Linked DNA regions of Gossypium hirsutum: region 1 is linked to region 2. The links are chromatin contacts, called in public Hi-C maps. All regions are on one chromosome and are shown on one strand. The core of a region is the stretch at or near the end of the contact, and the rest is flanking DNA. Distances in the headings are between cores, read along the strand shown.

The links. A called contact is a pair of places that touch in the nucleus more often than the background predicts.
Region 1: a contact with region 2 is called in a Hi-C map of leaf, with 2.6 times the contacts expected there. The contact joins the promoter of LOC107897055 here to the promoter of LOC107950810 in region 2. A contact is called at or near these places in 8 of 34 Hi-C or Micro-C datasets (callus, leaf and seedling).

Annotation. Positions count from the first base shown.
Region 1 is chrA08:8,904,335-8,909,534 of Gossypium_hirsutum_v2.1, forward strand. It overlaps LOC107897055 (cyclin-U4-1), which reads right to left and starts at 2,727. Exons shown (of 2, transcript XM_016822427.2): 1 at 1,902-2,727; 2 at 829-1,382. The coding sequence starts at 2,236. The coding sequence ends at 1,100. LOC107896945 (pentatricopeptide repeat-containing protein At1g02150) reads right to left here. Exons shown (of 3, transcript XR_001684006.2): 2 at 4,485-5,200; 3 at 3,464-3,834.
Region 2 is chrA08:8,681,178-8,686,758 of Gossypium_hirsutum_v2.1, forward strand. LOC107950810 (FCS-Like Zinc finger 3) reads left to right here and starts at 3,524. Exons shown (of 2, transcript XM_016885765.2): 1 at 3,524-3,929; 2 at 4,021-4,412. The coding sequence starts at 3,817. The coding sequence ends at 4,183. LOC107950798 (ATP synthase subunit delta', mitochondrial-like) reads left to right here. Exons shown (of 2, transcript NM_001327581.2): 2 at 10-522. The coding sequence ends at 354.

The DNA.
Region 1 (5,200 bases), core at 1,477-3,976, 220 kb after region 2:
AACCATGCCAGCATTATTAATAATTAAATCAGTCAACTAATAATTTGCGTTAACGAAAGAGAGTCGTTGTTGCAATTATATTTTATTTTTTGTCAATTATCTTTTTCACTGGCCTAATTTTATTAAGCATTACTAAAAAAATTTAATTCATGATTTATTTTTGGAAGAATTAATTAGCAAAAGGGTATTTTGCAAAAAAAAATAATATGGAAGTGGATTTTAATCTTTTATATAAATATTTGTGATTTACTTGAAACGAAGAAGATTGAGATAACCCGATTATATCACAAAACCATTGGAAAACAAAACCTTGTGCTCTTCACTACTGGAAAGATGAGACCACCTTAGCTAAAGATTTGGAGTATTGGTGGGCCGACTGTCCCTAGACTAGCCTAGCATTAAACCCTAAGCTATGCTAAATTCGTTTCCCCATGCCATCGAAGAGAGAAGTATCCTAAGCCACTCAACCTTGCTTGTAAATGTGATTGCACATGTTATATATATATTAATTTTAACTTGAACTTGAAATTATTATTGGATTAATTTGAATATCACCCTAATAAAGTTAAAAAAATTAAATTTTAAAATAATTCCAACAATTAATTCGAAATCTAAATTCAAAATGGTAATTCTCCCAAAAGAATTTTTAAAGCAGCATATTTTTCTTTCATTCTTTGTTCAACCCAAAGTATTAAACCCAAAGTCTTAATACTTGAGAATCTTAACGTGAACAACGGCATGTGGTATCAATCAAAATTACTCCCTTACTATAACTAGAATTGGGAGGAAAATGAGGAGCATCAATGAAAATGAACCTTACAACGTGTTAAAGGAATTTACAATTTTCCTCATCATTGAAAAAAAAAAGGCCACAATCATGAATCAAAACAAAGCAGGAGTAATAAATTCAGAAGAAAGAAAAAAAGACTTACATATATGTATATAGCCAGGCTGTAAAAAAGAAAGCAACTCCCAGTATCTGTACATGCATAAACAATTTGAGATCCAACCACCCCCCCCCCAAAAAAAAAAAAGGGAAATCCACAAGAAAACGCCAAAATTGAAACGACATTGAGAGCTAAACACTAAATTGAAGGCCTTAAACAGCTAGTTGTTCCTTTTGATGAGATGTGGATTCCTCGTCACTAAAGCACAAATGGACTTTCAATGTGGACTCTATAGAGGATTCTGGTGCAGTACTTGGTGGTGGAGGTTGCAACATCATCATCATCTGTCTTTGCAGGTAGGAATAGTAGGTGTGAAAGGTTTTGAGGTTTACATTTAAATGGAATCCCAACCCAAATAAAAAATCCACTTCAAGGAAGTTCATTTCTGTTGTACTGATTCCTCCTACTTTTGCATAGAAAGCGTTGTTGTAATACCTACAAAGATAAATGTTCCAAAAGTCAGGTCAAACTCAATGTTTGGTACTTTGGTAGAATATTAAAAGTGTATTATCCACTTGTCTTACTTTTTCTTTTTTTCCAGAATATTTGAAGTGTATGGTCAAAAGGAACCAAAAAAATGAACAGGTTGGCCTATCACACTGAACTTCAATTATAGGCTTCTTTGCAGAAACAACTTTGTGTGTGTATATATATATATTGTTTTCTGACTGTCAGAAGGACAGCCAGGATTCACATGCCTACAATTTGTTGGAACGGCAAAGAAATCATTCTTCTGGCAAATTCAATGGCTCTACAATTCCACCATATCTAATCATTTGACTTCAACTAAGGGGGAAAAGGTCAAAAAGAAAAGAACCAAAAAAAAAAAAGAGCTTAAATTCAGTCATAATTCAAAGAACATGGAAGAGATCAAAGTATCTAAAGACCCAAAACCCATAAATGAAATCCAATAATTCTTTGAGTGATTTATACAAACAAGTTAAGAACACTTACATATCATCCATGAACTTTGCAGCAACCATCACACTCGTAATAAGCAAGCGATGAACGTTGAAAGAATTGATGGGCAAGGAGGGTTGCCTTTGAGCAAACCGATCAAGATAAACATAAGCAACAATAAAGCAAGAGGGGCTGCAATTGGCGTACTTGTAAATTCTGTGTAGGTAGCTTTGAATGGAGATGGTTGGGCTTGTTAGGCCATGAAAAACTGAAATCTTCTGAGCCTGGAACCCACAGTTTAGATCGTTGGATTCAGCCACATTTTGGATGAGAGAAGACAAGAAAGTTATGAGATTTGACATCACATTTGGGTTGTCTAGCTCTGCCATGGCTGAGAAGGTTTTTAGGACCAGAAAAGAGTTGAATGTGTTGCGTGGCTTCTCTGGTTGAGGTGAAATATTTATAAAACAGGTAAGGTGGTCGTTAAAGGGTAGGTATTTTCAATGAAAGGAGTACCCATTTGGTGAAGAAACGTGGGATTTTACCAATAAGAGGCTGGTACACAAGTTCAAAGGTATTTATTTATTGAAAATGACTCTATATGACTTGATTTTGAGGTGAAGGTGAAATTAATAGGTTAAAATGTGTTGTTTTCATATAGAAAATACATCATCAAATCGATATTAAAATTTGGAAACTTGTGCTAAAGGGAAGAGAAAGGTGGTTGATTTGGGGATTAAAGTCATTTTGCTTGAAAGGTTTCCCGTGATTAAATTGTAGCTAATGTTGTAGTGGTGATGGCATGCAATGGCCATCATGTGATTTCATGTGGGAAAATGTTGATTGTAATTTGTGGGTCCTGTCTCTGAAAGATACTTGCACTTTGCAGCATGTGTTCCAAATCTAAGCAGATTGGATCTGTTATGTTTTTTTGGGATGGGTACCATGTATTCGGCCTATGCTTTTCTCCTTCTTTTCTAGGATGCTCTTTCCCTATAACAAATTATATATTATATTATATGCCAAACATCCTCAAACATGACTTCAACTTTAAATTAATTCCAAACTTCATTAATTTTTTACATGTAGTGTTAAATAAATAACTACTTTTTGTAAATTTATTATTTCGTTTAGATGTTAAATATTAGTTTTAAAGTTGAATATATTTAAAATATACTGATCAAACTCTAAATAAAAGTATATACTCTTATCGTAATGGCAACTTAAGTTTGTCATGTTAAATAATAGTAATAATAAAACCAACATGTCATTATGTTAGAATTAAGTTGTTGGTGGTAAATATATATATTTATAATTTAATTATATATTTCATGTCAAATTCAAACTATCAATGTAATACATTTTAAATATGTTTCACATCAAATTCAAATATTCATTTTATGACTAAGCTAATAATTAGGTTAACGAGAAGATTTGATCATTTTAAGACTAGGCTAATAATTAGATTAACAAAAAGATTTGATTGATATGATAATTGATACTTTAAAAACTCAATTAAAACGTTTTGAATTTTGATACTAATTTGTAATATATATTCAGGGTTTTGAATTTTGATGCCAATTTATAATATATATATATTCAGGATTACGAGTATGTAGTGGAAAGAATAAATTATAAAGATAACAACATGTGCCTAATTTTTTTAAAAATTTTAAATATATCTAAAGAGAGACATGTTATCTTCTTAAACTTAGTACCAAATAATAGCCCATAGGATATGCTTGGCAACTTCTGTACTAGATCAGGGATGTTGCATGACTTTTGTGCAGAAAATTAACAACAAAACAATAACTTAGAAGATGAAGACTACCCTGGCCACGGGTCTGCTTTATTTGTCTGCTTTTGTTTGGATTCACGGACTTGTCAAAATTTTGACCTTCTGAAACATCATCTAGTGTGTGGTGATGATATGATTCTTCCATGTATGAATGCTCATTGAGGGTATAGCCTGATATAAATATTCCAGCTGGAAAACAGAAAAATGATGCACCACTTTGTTTTACACATCAAAACACTGTAGTTTGTGATAATCAAATTAGCAACGAAACTTGCAAAACTGGGATTCGTTTTTTTTCTCTTTTTTTCTTTTTTCTATTTGACCCACCTTTGCTCTCACTTCTCATCAATGATCAAAGCATCAGATATTAAAAATATTTTTCCTTAGAACCACTTGAGCACTTTCACTTAGATCTCAGCATAATGATGATATCAATCAACTTTGGAGATTTAAACCGAAATAAAAGTAACTTGAAAATGTCTTACAAAATCATTAATAAAAAAATCCTCAAAACTCTTCCTTTTTTCAGAAAAAAAATTATAGTTGATAAATGATGTATGACTTGGGACCAAAACAGTTTTAAGATTTTGAAGCCCTACATATAGGTTCAATCAGCTTTCCCAGATATGTTCAATGAAAATTCCTAAGGTGCTAGAAGATTTTATCAATGGCAACAGTTTATGGATTCCAAGTCATGAGAATGATAAACTATCCATATCCCTTCCACAAATGGAAGAAAACTCTTGCCACTTGAGCAGCTTAAATTGGAAAATTCATACATTTGAAACAAGGGCAAAGGAAAGGGCTCCAGCAAGAATTCATGTAGGTGAGTTTTTTACCTGCCAAGTGTATCTTCCCCTGCACAAAATGGTTGGGAGAAATGGCTATAAGTTCACTTTCCTTGCCAACATCAGAGCATATGCTAACTCATGACTTCCATGATAAGATAGATACAAAACTTTCCCTGCACTTATAGATTTTAAATAATAGGTTATCACGCACTGCCCTGCAGTTGGTTGAGAAGCACCTCCGAATCATCATCCTGATTCTCATCGCCTGAACTATATGTTGGCAATACACTTTCAACAGCACCATCAGATAAGCTAATTTGTGATGCATAAGCTTCATTTTTGAGATATCCTGATTGCCGTAACAATCCCACCACAACCTCCCTACTTTCCGTGTCCTCTTTTTCATCACAGAGATTAAAGAAGGCAGAAACATTTGTTGGCTTTGGCCTCCAACTTCTTGAACCTTCAGTTGCAAAAGCTTCCTTTAGGCAAGATAGAGCCTCATCGATTCTCTCCTCTTGAATATTCCCTTCAGCAAGAATCTCCCATGAGCTTGAATTTGGCTTTCCTCCCACATCAGCTATGTGATTGAAAAAGCTCTGAGCTTTATCCAAGTTTCCTTCTTTAACATACAACCCCATTAGAAGATTTGCTATTCTAGGGTCATAAGATGTTTTAACTGATAGCCACTCTTCATAAATCTTTTCTGCCCCTTCAATATCACTGGCCCTAACCAGAGATGATATCATAGCATGATAACCCAA
Region 2 (5,581 bases), core at 2,274-4,773:
TGTGTCCAGGTTGACATGGTTATAGTACCAGCCACAACCGGGCAGATGGGTGTTCTTCCAGGACATGTAGCAACAATTGCAGAATTGAAGCCTGGTGTGCTGTCAGTGCATGAAGGAAGTGAAACTACAAAGTATTTTGTCAGCAGCGGTTTTGTTTTTATCCATGCCAACTCATTTGCAGATATAATTGCTGTCGAGGCAGTGCCACTCGATCAGATCGATGCAAATCTTGTCCAGAAAGGGCTTGCAGATTTCACCCAAAAGCTGAGCTCAGCCACAACTGAATTGGAGAAAGCTGAAGCACAGATTGGGATTGATGTTCATAGCGCACTTAACTCAGCTCTCACAGGCTAACCGTTGTTTGCCATTATGTTCATTGGTTAGTCCATTTGTCCCCTTCTCTTTTAGGTTTATCTCATGGAAGCTGATGTTATTCTGAATACGGTGGTTCTATTTGTTCTGAATATTTAAAGAGATACTGCTTGATTAATAAAGAGGAAACCGGAGATTTTGATTTGATACATAATCAAATACACTAGTATTAGTGGTAGTAGCATAAAAGCAGCAACGGCCAGGGATTAAAGCTAAGGGAATTAATATAACAGAGAAAATCACTTCATAAGATCTCAGCACTAATATTTAGCATCTATAAAAATGTAGGTGGTGTGTTCTTTTTGGTCTGACACACTTTGGTATCCGTTTGCCACATTGGGTTTTGATTAAATCTAGAATCAAGTCAGACGGAGGGTAAGCTCTTTCTGTACTGTTTTTTTTTTTAATTAAAAAAACTTAAATTTGGAATCTTGCTTAAAGGCATTAAATTTTTTACCACTCGATTCAAAAGGAGTCGAAGGTGATGATGTATTATGGGCTATTTGTTGTCCGGTGATCATCCAAGTTATGACTTTAAAATTAAAGCTTGGAACTTGAAGGAGTACTTGCCATGTCAACTTTTATATATTTCATAAATAAAGAAAAGAATCATCGTCACTCCGAAAAACGAGAAAAAGGTGTTTTTTACTTCCAAATCCAATAAATGATTAAACAAATTCCTGAGCTTGCATAGCATCTAGTCAGATTGCTTTTTATATTGTGTTGTTGCACTTGGGGGGTTTTTCCTTTTAAGAAAGAATACTTAGTGAGAAATTTTTTGCTAATTGTTTAGCTTTGGAATTAATCACGTTACAGTCAACTTTTATTATTAAATACAGTGCTATAACTTCTCTAATTTAAAGCTATACTTACTATTAGTTTTTTTTTTCAAAGAAAAAGTTTTACATCCCTTAAATACCATATTCCAGTCTCTATACTTTAATTTGTTTATTTTTTAGTCTGTAAACTTTGTTGTTGACCACGGTAATTATTAAATTCGTTTAACTAAATTAGGTTATTTTCAAATTTTTAAGCGACTAAATTTACCCATCTAAATTAATCTATATATTTTATGCATGGTAGATAAATTAATAGTAAAAATAATAAAATTGAACCCAATAAATATTTTATAAAGATGTTAATTTTGGCATGGGTACAAAAAGTTAAATTTGATTACCACAAATTTAAAAAGTGGATGCATGATGTAATGAAAAAAATAATGTGATTTTATTGGCGAAGTGATATTTTATTATGATTTAAACAAAACCTTATTACAATGATAGTGATGAATGCAAGGCAACAGGATGAATTTATCTGTTCATTTGCATAATGTCCACTAAATAATTAAATTAAATTGAATTCAATTTTCTGTATACACTGAAATTCAAACTCTACCTTTTGGAAATAAATTTTTACTTTTTTTTTTCATTAAATATCGCATTAAAAAAAAAGGAAAAAAAGCATTTTTTCTTTCTGAAAAAAAGAAAAAGAAAAACATTATCCTTAAATCCCACCTGTTAGTTTTGATTTGAAAGCTTGAGTTTATTCAATCTCTTATCCTACTTTTAAATTATTGGCTTAGTTCCTTTGCGTTTTTGGACTGCTTTTCTTACAATAGTTGGAAGCTCAGGTTAGACGTTACTTTTGGACATACTCTTATTTCTACGAAAAAACAATCCCTCCCCTTTTATACGAATTAAACAGCTCAAGGTAAAATTGAATGGAGAAGAAGAAGATAGAATCATATGTCATCTTGGACAACTGATTTGTCCTTATAGATTTAGATAGAGCGGTGATTGAATGTGCTATAAATCACTTTTGATAGTTTTTATCAATAATGATAATTAATAAGTAAAGTCTACTTTAAATATAAAATCAAAAAATGATTTAAATTCAAAACTATAAATAATTGAAAACAAAGTGACGTAAATTTAAAACTAATACAAAATAAAATAACTTAAATCTAAAACAAAATTGATATGAAATCATCCAAAAAGAAAAAGTTGAAATTACCTAAATTCGAAGGGATCTGATACTTAAACTAGTCAATTTAAAGAGCATTTACTACAGTGGAGCTCCAAAGTAGGGGGAACAAGCATGTGCAAGCGGTCCACATCCCGCCCCCACTCAATAATTGATTCCCACTATGGCGACGACTCCACCGTGAGCACCACCACCACCAACTCATAAGCCCTTGATCTCAATCCTGACCGCTACAATAAATCAGTATCATTTTTCCTACATCCGCCACGTATGATGCGGCAAATAATTCTATGGTGCTGCGCTGGCGATCGAATCGGGACGCAACGTACACGGGCAATGGAATGGTAGAACGTTGGGGGACGCTGCCCGGGTTTCACGGGCAGCATGCATGGACCTTTAGGTGTAATAAAGCCAGCAAGATGATGAGTCAGGTGGGCCCCCTTCTTCGATGTTTTTGTCGGGTTGTGTTCCATCGGTGGGGCCTACGTCTACTCAGCTCCTAGTTCGGTTTTTGTTTTCCTCTACTTGTGGACCCTACCAATTTCTCAATCCCAGTTGGAAAAAAAAACCAGCCAAAAAACAACTGGTCCTCCTTCCTCTGGAGAATTCAGGAACCGCCCACAACTTTTTTTTTCCCTTCTATTGGCGTAAGTTGATAACTTATTAATGTACACAAAAAAATTATTATTTTATAATTATTGGAGAATTTGATCATTTTATTTTGATTTATAATCAGTTTTTTTAATAATTCGATTTTCATAAATATTGATAATGAAATTAGAAGCCAAAAAAACATGGCATAAACACAACATGGACCATATCGTAAAATGACAAATGTAGTTACGGACATCATTTGCCACAAAGTTTCATTTGATTGTGGCACGTGTTTTTGCTCTCCACCCAAAGATCCAACACTACGTACGGCAGAGTTTGAGTTCATTGAACCAAAACCACAATGGTGACTTGAAAAAAGATTAAAATAATATTCATCGGTAACCCTAAACCAGTAATTAGTTAAAAACAGACACCTGGCATATTAAAAAAAATAAAATTTGATTCTTATTCGTAATCATCAGAGAGAGAAAAAGCAACTCACTTTATTTAATTAATTAAAAATATAAAATAAATAACTTTGGCAGAAAGTAAGAAAGATAGCGTATCAATAATCAAGCATTTTTATAATACCGCTTTTCATTTCCAATACCGCCCTTGGATTTGTGCGTATCATAATGCACTTACTTTTACAACATCACCAATCAAATTTACACACCTGTCCATTTTGGGGCTACATAGTCTTACAGTAGTCCCTGTACTACCTGATTGCACCGAGTCAAAATCTAAGCTACAAGCTGACGCTTTCTTTATATATAGCTGCCAACCCTCAACTGCTTTTCCTCCCTCAACTCACAACACTCTCTTCCAACCTTTTTCAGTTCCGGCCACTCTAAACAAGCGACTAATATGTCGGGTTATTATTATTACTCAGGGTGCCCAGATCACTACGAGGCTCATTATCTGGATGCCTGCTCCGTTTGCGGCAAATCGCTTCATAATTCCGATATTTTCATGTACAGGTTGGTTGAATTTTGTATTTTGTATTTTGAACCGGATTTGATTATGAAAGAATCTTGTTTTCTGATGGTTATTATTATTTTTAAATTGCAGAGGGAATACACCGTTTTGCAGCAAAGAGTGTAGACAAGAACAGATGGAGATCGATGAAGCCAGAGAAAAGAAATTGAAATCTGGCCGATCTCTTAGAAAATCGGATTCAAAGAGCTCTACACCCAACAAAACTGTTCGGACGGGCATTGTTACGGTGTCGTAATTACATCTTCTTTTTTTCTTTAAATGATAATTGTATCATCATCAATTTTGAAAAAAAAAAACGAAAAAACAAGATCGGGACAAGAATGGGAAAAAAAAAAGAAACCTTCAATGGAATTTTGTATTTTCGTTTTATTATTGGGTATGATGTTTGAGAGGAGTGGATGTTTATAAGGGGAGGGTATCGGATGTGCAGTTTTCATTAATGGAAAATGTGCAAAGATTTATAATTTCTGGTATTCTTGAAATTTTTGAAGCATTCAAGTTCCAAAGATCCCTCTTTTAGTCTTTCCCGACCAATCTGTCTGCGGGAGATCATACCATTCGTTCTAACATGTTGACCCTTTCATTAAGCAAATGGATATATAATATTTTAAGGGGAATAAGGGCAAGAAGGAAAAAAAAAAAACCGATTTATCAGTATGTGCTTAATTCAATGAATGTGGACATGGTTGAACAGTATATTGAGTGTTGGGCAATAGCTTTAAGGGGGAAAATCATATTTTACCGATTTCCTGTAAATTTCGGACCAGAGTTGGAGCTGGAAAGAACTTTTTGTTTTATTCTGTACTGAATGGACCCTCCCTGATTGAATCGTTTAGTTTCCATGATAGTTCGAAGGCATCTCTTCTTTAGCAAATTACAAAAGGAATAAATTAGCTTCATTTTTCCATAGCAATAGACGAACTTAAATATCGTCAAGAACTCAAGAAAAACACAACTTGTCGAGCAGAGAGATGGAAATATTTTCTAGGCTCCCAAACAGAGGAGGAGGGCATACATTATACAGCTGCAAGCCATTCTTCATCTTTGTTCCATTCTTCTAGTTCATTATGAGTTCAAATGATTAGTTTTATTTATTTATTTAATATCAATAATTGGCTTTCTGAGTCCAAAAAATTGTGGCGATTCATCTTTGTTTAATCATCATAAGCCCAAAACATAGCCCATTTATACTCCATGGATATATGCTTTTGTCCTAAAAGAAAACCTGGAAATAGGAAGTTAATTAATGGGACATAATAGAAATTATGGGTCAAGTGTTTAGTATAGTCCCTGCACTACTCCATATGCACATGCTAGAAAAGGTTTATATATTGTTGGAATCTAAAGTGGTTAATTGCTTGAATTGATTAAGTTGAATCTAAAGTCAGTTATTTATATAGTTTAATTTTTTTACATAGTTTAATTTTTTTACGTTTGTGGAGTCTAACTCAATAAGTAATCCCACTATCTTTTAACCCACAAAAAAAGAGCGTAAATTATGCTCTATCACTCCCTAGTATAGAGACCTCACCTTTGTACTTAAAAATTGAAACACTCACCTCTAAACTTTCCTCTTGAGAATTTAGATTGTAAGCACAATCTGTTTGCACTTCAATTCCATTCAAAAGTACAT